Regions from separate parts of the Mustela erminea genome. Here region 1 is linked to region 2. Evidence: chromatin contacts called from public Hi-C data. All regions are on one chromosome and are shown on one strand. Each heading gives the region's core, a stretch centred on a gene start, on an enhancer-like site or on the middle of the called end of the contact. The rest is flanking DNA. Distances are from core to core; before and after follow the strand shown.

Region 1 (6,674 bases), core at 2,543-5,042, 61 kb before region 2:
TGGATTTTCTTTTTTTCTGTTACCTTGAGTCACTTGCCTTTGGGACTCTAGACAGACCTAAGGGGAAAAGAACTCAAACATATTTTGCCCCCCCCATGCCCACAAAAAAAAAACTTTTCCCCCCATAATTACACACCCAAACTCCGCATTTAGTAAACTTCATAGGGTAAGGGAAGAAATAGGTCATCTAGTCATCACACTGAAAGGCTTCACACCCCAAGCTACAAGTAAAAACTCAGAAACTTGTCTCGTTTGTTCTATGGCATTCATGTTGGTTAAGACAAAAAACTTGCCATCTACCATTCCTCCGGGCCAGGAGTCTGCCCTCATAAGCTTCAGACAAGATGAGAAAACAAGCCTGAAAAAAAGAGAAACCTACAACACCCGACCGGCCTACACCCCACCGACCCTCAGCGCTTCGGGCCGCAACTCCCCGTTACCGTCAAAGCGATGGTTACCACACTGCGGATCCAAACACCCCGCGAGCCGACCTCTCGGGTTTTCCCCACACCACTGGCTCTCCCTGCGGCCGGGCGCCCCGGGCGCGGCGCTGGGACGCGCTAGCTAGCCTCCTCCTCGGCCTGCCGCCGCCCCGCGGGCTCCTCGCCTAGCTCCACCTCCGCACGGGCCGGGCTCCGTCTGTCTTCCTAGCTTCCTTCCTTCCTTCCTTCACCAAACCGCACCGGCTCCCGGACTCCGCTTTCCTTCCTATCTTCACCACGAACTGCTGAACTGCTGCCCGCTGCTCAGTCCTAGCTTCACCGGCACCGGCGCCCGGATCCTGTCTGCCGCTCCTCTCTTCCTAGATCACTGCTGCCACGTCTGCGCAGTCCCTGGGTCCGCTGCCAATTTACGCTAGTCCTCGGCATTTGAGACCATCTTAGCTCAAGTCCAGTGGGGAAAGGTTAAGCTGCTGGTTACTCTTGATCTTGAATTAACTTGTTATGAATCTTTAAATTCGCCAGGACACTAAACGCTACTGCATTTAAACTCACGTTAACTCTCCAAAAATATTCTGCCTGAATTCTTAAGTAACTTCAGTCCTTTTAGTAGCAAAAGCTGTCAAGAGCGGTTTTTTTAACCTTCCCTCTAGCTTCGGGATAATTCTTCTAAGCCGGTCCCGGGCTACAGTAGCTGACACCCTCATCTTCTCCAAGCTAGCTTCTGCACCACCAGAAATCGAACTCCTGGGCTTTTAGCAGAAATTCCAGTAAGAATTTTAAAAACTAATTTCCTTAGTTTTCCTGTTCTTGAGCTTTAGCGAATTTTCTGGATTAACCTTTTCTATCTTCTTTTTGACGTCTATCTCGTGCGCTTGTATTCAGTAGCTGTCCTAGCTTATTTTCCTTTCTCTACCTGAGATACCTTTCCTGACCGTATTTTCCACCTTACTTCTCAACTTGTAACTGAGACCTGAGGTGCCTTCTTTTTCTAGTTTCCTTTTCTTCTTCTTCCTGCCTTCAAGGTCTATTTTTCTGTCTTCTAAAAGACGTTTTTCTTCCAATTTTCCTATCTTCTCTAAATTTCTTCACCTTCCTGTAGTTCTGTCTGTAAGTCTTCACCTTCCTGTACTTCTGTCTTCTGAGGTCTCCAATTTTCTAATCTCCAAATTTACATCCATCCTGCCGCTAGTTTTTAGCCAAGTCATACCTTAACATGTACGTTTCAAATGACGCAACCGAGCTCGCGGCGCCACGAAGGGCTTTTATAACGCCTTTAACCTTTTTAAAAGACAACTTTTAGTTTTAAGCGTCTATAACTTTTTTAAAGGAACATTTAAGCGCTATTTAGATCATTTACATTTTAACTTCAACCTAAAAGGCTGCCCTTCGATTTAAAGATTCTCTGAATGTCGGACTTTGCCGTCCTTTTAGCTATTTTTTTAAAAAATTAGGTTTACTCCACTCCATTAAGAAGCTTCACCTCCTAACCTCCGTCTGGTTCTATAAAGAGCTTTTTATTTCTTAAACTGTTCTTTAAGATCTTCTGTTTACGTTTTTAAAAGATTAATCTAAGAATTTAAAACTAAGCAGTATCTCAGTATTATCGCTATTTACATTTCCTTAAGAATCTTAATCATTCCTAGCTTTTATTTAAGAGAAAAACTTATCTGCAGTCTCCTCAAGCTGCGTCTCCTGCCTGCCCAGCCGCTCCTGCTCTCGCTGCCTGAATGCCTGCCGCACCGCTCCGGAGAGGCGTATTTATAGCCCATGGTCGCCTCACGCCGCGATCTCAATAACCCTCCGCCGCCTTTGTGAGGGACGCAAAAATAGTTCCTCGGACGGGTTAAAAATAGAATCAAGCTTTACAAGGCTTTCTAGATTTTTCGTGACGGTTCAGGCAGCCTGATTACCGACTGTGTACCCGGAAATATTCAAAAGTTGGTAGCCAGATGTCAGCTGAAGATTTAGGCAAAAACAAAAGTCACATTGAAGTAGAGCAAACGGCTCCCCTAAACTCAGCCATTACTTGGGAATTTTTTTTAGTAGCTTTTCAAATACCTTTTATAATTTCTCGGGAGTGCAGGAGGTACTAGTTAGTGCTTTTTGAATGGAGGTGAAAATGGGTTTGCGGACGGCCTTCGTTGCCATTATATAACCGAGCATCAGCCTGACCGACAGACCGCAGCCATCTTAGCTAAGCAAAGCGTCCGTTTGTCCCTCTCAAACCGCCTCAGGTCCTGGGAGCTGGTTCTCAGGTTATACTGGACAAGTTCTGGTTTTCCTGTTGTAGGAGAAGCCCAAATGTTCCGGGATATCTGCTCAAGAATTGTACTAAATGGGGAAATCCACTTCTAGAAAATGGCTCAAGAAGCCACAATGCACGGCTGTCCCCTGCATCGGAGCTGGAGGGCCAACTTGGGGGCTTGCTGCGACCTGACGACGCCTGGTGTGGGGGGGGGGGACACGACTTGTGTTAGTTACTTTGTGCGCTGAATGTCCCCGTCTTTGCAGTCACTAAATACTAGGTAGACCCCCCACATTTTTGGTTGCCTTTTTCAGACCATGCCTACATTTTCTGTTCTGTCCATAGTGAACGTTTCTAAACTAAGATTCTTCTCATTAAAGTTCTCAAAATCCCAATCTGTCAAAACCAAGTTTGATCCCCAAACGCCAAAGGTTTTGCCTCCAAAGACACAACGACCTTAGGCAGCCTGTCCTGCAACATTTCCTGAATTAGTCATGAAACTCTCTTTATGGGTTTGCTTTTCTACAGTTTTGTGTTTTTAGGGTCTGTATTAATGATCTCTGGCTTGGCTCCACTCCCGAGGTGTTTTAAACTGGAGTTGCAGGGGAAACAAAAGCTCTTTTCCAAACCCAAAGCTTTTCCCTTCAGTAGTTTGAGTTTTGCTTCCAAAGCACCCCCTGGAGTCTCCCAACTACAGGGAAAGCTGACTAAGCACTGGATAACAGGGTTTCTGAGAAAAACCTCGTTTCTCGGGGCGGCGGAGGGGGAATTTGACGCCGGGCGAGGCGGAAGAACTTAAGCAACAATGGCGCCGGGGGCTTCCCGATCCGGTTTCCACGCGGCTAAAGCGGAATCTGGAGAGGTGGGTTGGGGGAGGGGGGCGCGTCCACCCCGTCTCCACTCGGCCAAACTCTGCTCCGCGTCCAGACTCTCCGGGGCGCGGGGAGGGCTGCGGAAAGCCGCCTACCGGAGGCCCCAAACGGCCCGAAGCTGCAGGACGGGGACAAAGGATGGGGGAAGGGTGCGCCATAAGCGCATTCCCCACACCCGCCCGGCGTAGGAATACGCGGGCCGTGAGCCGCCGCCTCCCTTTGTGAGGCGCCGGCTCGCGGGCGGGCACCGCTGGCTCTAACCGGATCCAGCCGGTCCTGGCCGCCTCCGTGAGCGGTGGCGGTTGGCGCAGAGCGCCAGCGCGCATGCGCACCCCGCCCCCAACCCCTGTGCTGTGCCAGGGAATGGCGTGGGGGGATGGGGCAGCTGGGTTTGGGTCCCGGCCTTCGTGGCAGTCCCTCCGCTCTTTCACCTAACTCGGGCGGCTCTTCCCTTTCGGGGGCTTCTCGCCTCCCTCCCTCCCTCCTTTTCTCCCTTTCTCCCGTTTACAGCCCAGGTCTGCCTTTTCTTCCCCTTTCCTGTGCTTTGTCATTCCTCCGTATTGTATCAAAGTCACCCATTAATTGAAAATTCGTGCCGGATCCCCTTGTAATTATCAAATGCTCTTAATTTTCTGGAACACACTTGGGGTGCTTGCATGCCCCGGGTCTTACTAGTCTACAATGCGCGAGGTGGAAGGGGGCTCCCGAGACTGACCTAGCAGATGCCTCACTTTCTGGAAGGGAAACAAGCAGAGACAGTGAGGAGTGGCGGGACACCGTGGTTTAAAGCCTGGACCCGGGGCACCTGGGTGGCTCAGTGGGTTAAGCCGCTGCCTTCGGCTCAGGTCATGATTTCAGGGTCCTGGGATGGAACCCCACATCAGGCTCTCTGCTCAGCAGGGAGCCTGCTTCCCCCCTCTCTCTCTGCCTGCTTCTCTGCCTACTTGTGATCTTTCTCTGTCAAATAAATACATAAAATCTTTTTAAAAAATAAATAAAGCCTGGACCCCACGACTGGGTGGTCACACTCGTCCTCTTTCACTTCCAGGGGCTTCATTGTGAAACCTACAAAAGGGCAGTGAATTCGGAGAGGATAAGGGAGGTTAATGACACGGTAGAGTGGCAGCTAAATAGTGACATGGGAACTGGAGAAACTTGGTACTTTTCAAAACCCCTTTGGCTCCTGTAAATGACAGTGGTTGTGAAGACATCGGGGAGCAGGTACTGGCCCTCCCTTTTCGCCCCCCTCCCCGCCTGCATCCCATCACCACCCCCCCACCCCATCCCTGCCATGAGCTGTTTGACTTCAATCGTTCTTCTCCACTTTTAAGGACGGAATATTACTGAGATGCAGATGGCTCCCTCCAGACACAGGCTTGATGTTTGCTCTGGACTGGAAAATTTTTAGTGGGATTTTAGCGCTGGAAGGAGGAAAACTGAGTTGGGTCACCTCATTTTACAAACGGGGAGCTGGGAGCCTGGGGAGTTTGCGATCTGCCTAAAATCAGACACGGCTAATTAGTACCAGAATCTATTCTTGAATCCCCGAAGTCGACCTCGAGCTGCCTCCCTCCCCTGCTGTGCCCTCTCCCCGGGTGTCTTTCAGCCTCTGCTGCCATTTTCTCCAGGGGTGGCAGAGCGCCCCCCCCCCCACCTCCTGTGCCATCCACTCTGCGTCTCCTACTGTAGAGATGAAGAACTTTAAAGTGCTTTAAAAAGCTGTCAGTGTTGCAAACCTAGTCATTTCCATTCTCTTTACAGATTGCAGCTTTTTCCTCATACTGTTTAAAATGGCCGTGTGTTATCTGGTTAATTCTCCATGGGCTTGGGGAAAGAAATAGAGATTTGAATGAAAGGTCAGGACTCAGGAGTCTGTTGAACTGAAAGAGATGAGTTGCTAAGGCCAGAAAGAAATTGCACTAGTTAGTAAGTGAATTATATTTTGGAAGGGAAACGGATGCTAACCCTTGTTTTTACTGTGTAGGCCCAAACATTTACTGACTTCATCTCTCCTAGCTTTTGTTTGACATTCATTTCTCCTCTTTATATAGTGAGTCCCTTCTTTTCTGGAAAACGTATTTAAACAAGTTGGGACCGCCTGGGTAGCTCAGTTGGTTAAGCATCTGCCTTCGGCTCAGGTTATGATCCCAGGGTCCTGGGATGGAGCCCCACAATGGGCTCCTTCCTCAATGGGGAGCCTGCTTCTCCCTCTCCCTCAGCCTGCTCCTCCGGTCCACCTCCTTGTGGTCTCTCTATATATCAGATAAAAAATAAGATCTTTAAAAATAATGATAATAAATAAACAAATTGGCCCCAAAGCACCATGTTCCTTGGTGAGGATATTAATAATACATTTGATTATGTGCCCTTTTCTCAAGTCCTTGAGGATTCCTTTAACATAAAACTGCGTTTTTTCTTTTTTTCTTTTTTTTAGTTTCTCTTTTTTTTTTTTTAAGATTTTATTTATTTGACACAGAGAGAGCGGGGAAGAGCGCACAAGAGAGGGCACACAAGCACAGGGAGTGGGAGGGGGAGAAGCCAGCTTCCTGCAGAACAGGGCACCCAATGTGGCTTGATCCCAGGATCCTGGGATCATGACCACAGCCGACGGCAGACGCCCAATGACTAAAGCCACCCAGGCACCCCAAAACTGCCTATTTTCAAAGCACCTCTTCTCTGGTCTGCATTCCTGTTCCTTTTAGTCAGAACGTCTGATGGCAGCTGCTCTCTCCACTGATGCTTCCATATCCTGCATCACCGACATCTGAAACCTAGCCTTCATCTGGGCCTAAGGACTCAAATATAAGAGGGCAACTCCATTTTAGCGAGTGGTTTCATGCCTCCGCCCTCATAAAAGCCCTGGCTAAAAATAGGTGGCCCTTGGTCTGTTTGTGGCAGTCACTCCACTGACAAACACCCGTGTGACCTTGGGCACTCACCCAAATACCTTCGCTGTAGCAGTTTCCTCCAGTGTAAAATGAGGAGGTTAGATGAAAGGAGTGATGATGCTAGTTCTGTAAAATGCAGTAAACAAAGGAGAAAGGTTTGAGGCCTCCTGGCTGGGCCTTCAAGGAGGCGGGGCAATGCAAGGACTAAAGGAGCAAAAATTTAAGG
Region 2 (7,293 bases), core at 2,782-5,281:
GATCATTCTCCCAAGTATCAACCGCCCAGTTCCGCTTCCTCTACAGCAAGGGGGACGAAATCCTGTCTCCTCTTCCTTCTATTTGCCTTCCTCCTCCCCCACAAACCGGAGAACTTGGGGCCCACTGGAGCTACACATGGTGGTGCCCTCCTAGACGTCAAGTTCCCCTTCCCCAGAAAGAAGCGAGAGCCGGGCCACAAGGGCTAGCCTCCCTGGGTCACTGCGTAAACTATGGACATAACTCTCCCCACCATAGCACCCCCACTTTCCAGCCTCCTCTTTAACTTTGCTTGGTCTTGGACCCCAACCCCCTCCAGTCTCCTCTGACCCTTCCTTCCCCTGCATTTCCCCCCCGAGGCCCTGAACTAACCACCTCCACCCTCCCCACTAAGCCCAAACCCGCGACCCTCCCTGTCGCTAACTCCTGACGGACAGGCCACAACTTTTGCTTTTATAGCCTAGTGCCGCGTCACTCGGGACACTGCTCAACGGGACGATTCCTCCACCGCCACTGGGGGAAAAAAGTCCCTCCCCCACCCTTCCCGAGGAGCCTCGGGCGGGTCCCCGTCTCCCCTCCTCTGCCTCCCCGGGGTCCGCCACCTGGATGCGCTTCGTGACACGGTGAAAAGATTTCAAGGTCACATTTCGGATGCGATTTCCGTGGGGGAGAAGCCCCCTTTGCCTCCTTGGGGGATGCGGGGGAGGAAACAGCACTCCATGAAACGGGGCGGGGGGGGCAGGGGGCGGGACGCGGCCTGGGGACGCACTCCCGAGGGGCGCCGACCCGAAACGCTGGGGTCGCCTCAGGTCACCCCGCCCCGCGCAAGTCCGAAAGAAGGGCCGGCTGAGCGTCTGGAAAATTCCAGGCGGCGGCGGCGGCGGAGGAATCTCTGCAGAGGGCGCATCACCCCGGGCGGTGGCGTGGTGGGGGCGGGGCGCCTGCGCGTGACTTCTCGGGCGGCGGCTCGGCCTCGTGAGCGCCGGTGACGTCAGCGGCGCGGCGCGCGGGTGGGGGCGGGGCGGGGCGGGCCGGCGTGGCGGGGTTCGGGACCCTTCTGGGGGAAGCAGGGGCTGTCGCCGGTTGTCCGCGGGTAGCGTTTCTGCCTGAGAAACGCAGCTGTGATTTGTGTAGGATTAGAAGTGGTTGGGGGCAAGTTGATTAAAACGTTGAGGCCCATGAAGTTGCAGCTTGGTGGCTCGTGGGGAATGTGTTATGGTTTTGTTGTTCTCTGTTACCAGGGACCATATTTCACAAGGAAACTCTGCCCTGGGATAGGCCACTTGATGGTTTTTCATGATATACTAAGTGGAGATAAGTAGTTGCAAAACAGTGAGATCAAAATCTTGTTTATGCAGAAAACAGTACATAACTGCACGCTACAAAACCAAAAGGGTAGAGACATCCAACCCGTTTTACTTTTGCACTGGGAGGTGGGGAAAAGGGAGACTTAAAAACAAAACCCTGGGGGCGCCTGGGTGGCTCAGTGGGTTAAGCCGCTGCCGTGGGCTCAGGTCATGATCTCAGGATGCTGGGATCGTGTCCCGCACCGGGCTCTCTGCTCAGCGGGGAGCCTGCTTCCCTCTGTCTCTCTCTGCCTGCCTCTCCATCTACTTGTGATTTCTCTCTGTCAAATAAATAAATAAGTAAAATGTTTAAAAAAAAAAAAAAAAGAAAAGAAAACAAAACCCTGCGTTCTGTCCAGGGCAGTTTACAGCCTATGATGGACCTGGGGGAGCCCCGATTGATGACCTGGGGGCCCTGCCTTCTGGCTGCTTACATAGAACAGGCCTTCAGCCCCTTGGTTTGTTTTTTAAGATTTTTATCACTTGAGAGAGCTCAGGTGAGCGGGGACAGGCAGAGGGAGAGAGAATCTCAAGCTGGCTCCACCCCAAGCATGGAGCCTGAGGTGGGTTTTGATCCCATGACCTTGAGATGGGGACCCTGAGATCATTCCCCCTCCCAAGGCAGAAACCAAGAGTTAGATGCTTAACTGACTGAACCACCCAGGCACCCCCAACCTGGGGCTTCTAAAGCAGAAGCAAAAGCAAACCCTTCAGACTCTCAGCCCCTTCTCCAGAGCCCGGCCAGGCCTGGCCCAGTGCTTGGCGAGGCTTTTGGGAAGGGCAGTTGGCATCTCCCTGCCAGGGTGAGGGGGACCCACAGCTTGAGAACCCTGTGTGGTCCCTGTTCAGCCCCAGCCCCGCCCCCAGAAGTACAGGGTGGAGGGGTAGAGGGAGGACTAAGGTCAGATCTGAGAAGGCCCTCTTTGACCAACTCCATGTGCAAAGGTCTCCTCCCAGAGCAACCACCCCCGCCCCAAACAAAACCTTCCCTGACAATAGGCTCCCTTGACAACTGGGAGGAAACTGGGAAAGGATTGTTCTCCAGCCTCAGTGAGAGGCATCTGCAGGTGGGGCTGGGCCCCTCCCTGTTGTTCTTGCAAAACAGCATCTCCGGTGACCCTCAGCACCAGAGTCTGCTGGCATGCCCTGGTTTGTTAACCCACAGCTGCTTCCCGAGTTCCTTCACCAGGGGAAGATTCTGGTAGCCGATGGTTCATCAAGATCTGCCCCCTCAGTTTTGTCTTGGCAACGTTTCCAGGGGTCGATTGGAGGGACTTGGCCTGAAAGAACAGTGTGGAAAGAGGGAACTACCTATCAGAATGTTCTAGAAGGCTGTGAGGTGTGTATAATACTGAGCAAATTCTTTTCCTGCTGTGTCACAGTACCCAGGCTGTGGGGTCAGCCCTTTATTTATCTACAAGGCGCCTGAGCCGTGGTAGTCACTGCCCTGTGGCGGCTTCATGGACCCAGCTTGAAGTCTCAGCTTGCTTTTTTCTTCCTCTAGTCTAAAAATTACCCTCCTTTACACATATCGTTCTCAAGTCCCAGAAACAAACTTGCTTAGATTTTATGTTTCAAAAAAGTTAGGAGTAGGTGGAATTAGCAACAAAAAACTTTAGGATTTTACAAAGTTTAGGATTCTCCATCACAAAAGGAACTAAAGCCCTTCTTCGTGTCCTTGTGTTTGGAGCCACCCTGGCCTCCCGACCCATTGTCAAGGACAAAATGGCAGTTTCAGAGAGTCCTTGTTTAGAAGCTCTCCTGGCCTTCAGTTCCACACAGCTGGTTTTCTTTGGGAAAGGAATGTACTTAAGAGACCAGAGTAGGATAGTGTTAAAAAAGAAACAACCGATCCAAAACAGAGTCACGGGGCGCCTGGGTGACTCCGTCGTTAGGCCTCTGCCTTCAGCTCAGGTCATAATCCCAGGGTACTGGGATCGAGCCCTGCATAGGACTCCCTGCTCGGTGGGAAGCCTGCTTCTCCCTCTCCCATTGCCCCTGCTTGTGTTCCCTCTCTCGCTGTGTCTCTCTGTCAAATAAATGAGATCTTTAAAATAAATAAATAAACAAATAAATAAATTTTAAAAATGGAGTCTCTTGTGGCAAGCCACACCAAGATTGAATACCTAACTTAATTGCCGTTTCAGACCAATCAGTCTGGAATTTCTCAATCAGCTCTAGTGAGGTAAGCTGTTTCATAAGGTCCCTTGGCTCTTCCCTTCAAAGAAAGGTGACCTTGCTTGAAACAATGTCTCTTTTGCTAATATCCTCTTTGTCGTATCCTATTTCTGTCTATGAAGCCCTTCTATTTTGTAGGGCGCCTTAGAGCTTTCTGTTTATTAGATGGAACATTGGCCTAATTGATGAATCATTGAATATGGCCAGCTGGGTCTTTAAGTTTACTCAGTTGAATTTTATTTTTTAACAGTAGAAAACCACACAGAGACATCCATCCCTGTCCTGCCTTGGGGGTGGGGGTCAAGACAGTCTCACAGTAAGGGGGACAAAGGAGGGGCCTGGGTTCTGCCTCTTTTTCTGCAAATAAGGCTAAAAATACCTCCACCCTGAGGGAGCAGGAGAGCAGGCAATGCGTCAGCAGGTTTCTTTGGATCAAAACAAGCTGTTCCAGGAAAGGGCTGTAAACAGGAACTTGGATCTCTGGGTGGGGCCGACCAGAGTGGGTGGCTGAAGCCTGTCCTTCCTGGGCAGCACACTTAGGAGCCCAGGGCTGGAGGGGAAAGTATGAGAAAGGGCGCGTTTGGCAGCATCTGGATTTTTCAGGGTCAGGGCCTGGGTTCCAAGGCCTTTCTCACAGCCATGGCCATCTCCCCATCTTGTGAAACCAGCTCAGCTTTGTTTCCAAACACACACCGGCCTAGGAAAGCATCCAGATTTCCTGTAGGAGCCCTTGGAAAAGGGAGAGAAGACGGGCAAGAAACTCGTGGTACTTCAGGTTCACACCAAGGGCAGGGCAACTAGAGAATGTGCCAGAACCCAATCCCATTCCCCTCAGGTCCAGTTCCAGAGCTGTGGCTGCCCGGGTCACCTTGACTGTCCACCCACAGGAGCCCCTGAGCCATGAGGCCCCTTGCCTGTGAGCCTGGGAGAGGAACCTGCAGAGTCACTGTGCTGGCTGGGAGCCCTTCCAGCCCCGCCCGGCCCTGCCTCACAGGCAGGATCCACAACCTGCCCCCGCCCAGTCCCCAGCAGCCTCTGCGGCCCCGGCAGGAAACTAGGCCTCAACCTAGGCTCAGCTCGGCAGCCCCTGTCTCACGGTGTGGCCCTGGGCCCTGTCTTAACCTCTCCCAGACATTCTTTTCTCGTTTCCACTTCATAATTCTGACCGACATTGTTCTAGCTGGAAGTCCCTTTGCCCGGTGGCCGTGTGGCCTGGCTGGCCCTCCGCCGCTTCAGGCCTCTGCTCAGGGGTCACCTTTGCAGTGGGTCCTGGGACTTGAGCTTCTTGAGGGGCTGGGTTTCTGTCTGCTCTGCCGTCCACCGGATCCCCAAACCCCCCAGTCCCTGGCACGCGGTGGACCTCAGCAAATGTGTTGACAAAAGCATGTTTTGTCAAGGTCACTTGGTCCACTGTGAGGCTCTCGACAAGTATTTGTGGTATTGGCGGGCTGAAGGAAGGAAATGGTGCCCAGGTCAGCAGCAGCCCCACAAACTCAATGACAGGCCCGGGTTTGGGGGCCTGTCCAGCCTGGACGCTCAGATCAGAAGACAAGGAGAAAGGGCCTGGGGCTGCTCCCTGTGGCCTGGGTCCCAGCAGCTCACCCTGAATGTCTGGGGCCAGCTGAGGGAACTAGGGGAACCGTGTGTGGTGGAGCCGGCAGAAGGCATTTGAGGGAGAGGGTGTCCAGGAACAGACTCTAGAGGGTGGTGGTGGGGATCCCTAAGGCAGGAGAGGGGTCCTTACATATTTGACCTAGTCTCCTGTCAGGGGACATGGCCTGTGGGCTCTCAGTCCCTGATGCCCTTTCCTGAGGGCTCCCTGCCTAGAGCCAGACTTGGCACCTTGGCCACACCTCCAGGAACAGGCTTATATGGTCAGTCCCCGACTCCTGGATTCCCGGCCACGTACACCCGACACTCCTGGCCACCCCAGCCCGACTGACCGCTCCCTGCTTTCCCTGAGTCTTGCCTAAGCGGACCTTCCGCCTAGAGCTCGCCCTGCCCTTCTGCCAACTCTTTCGCCAGCTCACGGTCACCTCCCTACGTCCCTATGTCCTGCGGCTGCTGCCCTTGAACGCGCACCAGATCCACCTGCCCCGGCCCCCCATGCTGAGCTCCTGTGTCATCGCTTCCCACCCCCCAGCAGAGGGAAGTCCTGTGGAACTAGGGACCTGCTCCCACAAGCCTCGTCTCCTTCAGCCCCTGCTATGTCCTACCAGGGGCCCTCAGACTTCCTCAGCCTCCCTGTTGAGTCCCACTTGCGTAGGCCTGTACTCACCTTGCCAGCCTCTCCCCAAGCCCCATCCCCCAGGAATCCTGGCAACAGTTGGGCCGTCTGGGCAGGGAGCTGGGGGACGTTGACATCCTACTGAGTTTGCACCGCCCCCAAGAAACCCTCCTCTCCCAGCCGCCTGTAGTCCCCAAGGCCAGGTGTCCCGCTTGCAGTAGGGTCCTGCTGCTAGAGCCCCCTCCTCAGACCTGAGTCTTGTCTTGTCTGGACCATGACTCTGCCAGAGCACTGCTCATTTACATTGTCCTTGAACCACTGAAGGAGACTTTTCTACTCTGACCCCTGATCCCGCCCCCATGCCCCCCCCCCCCGTGGCACCTGGGAGCAAGGTGTACATGGCACCAGGCCATCTGCAGGTACAGCAGAAACCCTCGGAGTGGTGCCCCTGGCCACTGGAGGCTGCTGACCTTGACATTGAGGAAAGCCTGTGCTCTCACTGGCCTAGAGTATCCTTGATTCCCAACATCCCCACCACTGAATGCCAAGGTCAGATAGACAGGAGACACAGAGGTCTGGAGGAAGAGCTGGGACTATTATTAACCTCCTCTTGCATATTGTACTTATGACAAGTAGTTTAAAATAGCTGTCCGGCTGAGTCTGGCTGGGGGAGGCAGGTGCTGAGAGACAGCTGGGGGGGGGGGGGTGTTGCTGCCAGCCTGGGACAGTCAGCTCCTGCCGCACAGGGTAGAGCCGGAGGGGGAAGAGCAACCCAGGATGTGCCCATCCCACCTCCTGGATTTCCCCACATAGCCCTTGTTTTAAATATTTTGACTCAATTACCATTTCACAGAAAAACAAACAAATAAAAATTCAAAAAAATAAAAGCAGAATCTGTCTGGAGGACATGGATCCTGATCTTTGGAAAAAGTAGGTCCCCTCACCAGGTGGTGCTCTTGGAGGTCCAGGACCCCCGACCATAGGCTGTAGGATTGTGGTGGCTGTCGGGAGTCAGGGCCCCTGCTCTGGAAGGAGGGACACATGCAGCACCCCATGGAAGGCCCCACAGTTGGCCCCAGGTTCCAGAAGACAGGGGTCTGGGTCGGAAATGCCAGCTCACTGCCTCTGCGGTGGCGCTGGACCGGGAAAGGGCGGGCTCAGCTGCCCCCTTCTGGCCATAGCTGGACCTGCAAGCAGTGACCTTGGCCGACTCTCCTGAAGTCTGTACACCACTCCCCCTGCCAAATGGTCAAACTGGTGGGGGTTGGGGAAAAAAAAGGGGGTGGGGCAGCCAACCCTGGGACTTGAAACTGAAGTCCTGCCCCAGGGCTAATGCTGCCACCCTGTTCTGTGTGACGTCGGGGTAATCGGCCTGCCTTCTCCGATTGGGACAGGAATAAAGCATCAGGCGGCTCTAAAATGTCCTCGTTGCCTGGGAGGAGGAGCAGTGACAATCTGCCCTGAAGTCGCCCACTGCTCTTGCCTCAGGGCTGTGAGTGTCTGTCAGGCGCAAGGTCACAGCCAGGTTTTGCGTGACGCCCCTG

What was found. A called contact is a pair of places that touch in the nucleus more often than the background predicts.
Region 1: a Hi-C map of fibroblasts shows a contact between it and region 2, with 2.3 times the contacts expected there. The contact joins two enhancer-like sites. A contact is called at or near these places in 3 of 3 Hi-C or Micro-C datasets (fibroblasts, skeletal muscle and spleen).

What each region holds. Positions count from the first base shown.
Region 1 is chr9:107,411,424-107,418,097 of mMusErm1.Pri, reverse strand. No RefSeq gene overlaps it. Among named protein-coding and RNA genes, the nearest start is that of SCYL1, 26 kb to the left of the region's middle. Within about 2 kb of position 3,792, the one cell type or tissue checked has open chromatin away from gene starts, as enhancers often do. A contact at or near this core is called in fibroblasts, where this site is marked.
Region 2 is chr9:107,350,494-107,357,786 of mMusErm1.Pri, reverse strand. LOC116598462 (a long non-coding RNA gene) reads right to left here and starts at 437. Exons shown (of 2, transcript XR_004289072.1): 1 at 1-437. Within about 2 kb of position 4,031, the one cell type or tissue checked has open chromatin away from gene starts, as enhancers often do. A contact at or near this core is called in fibroblasts, where this site is marked.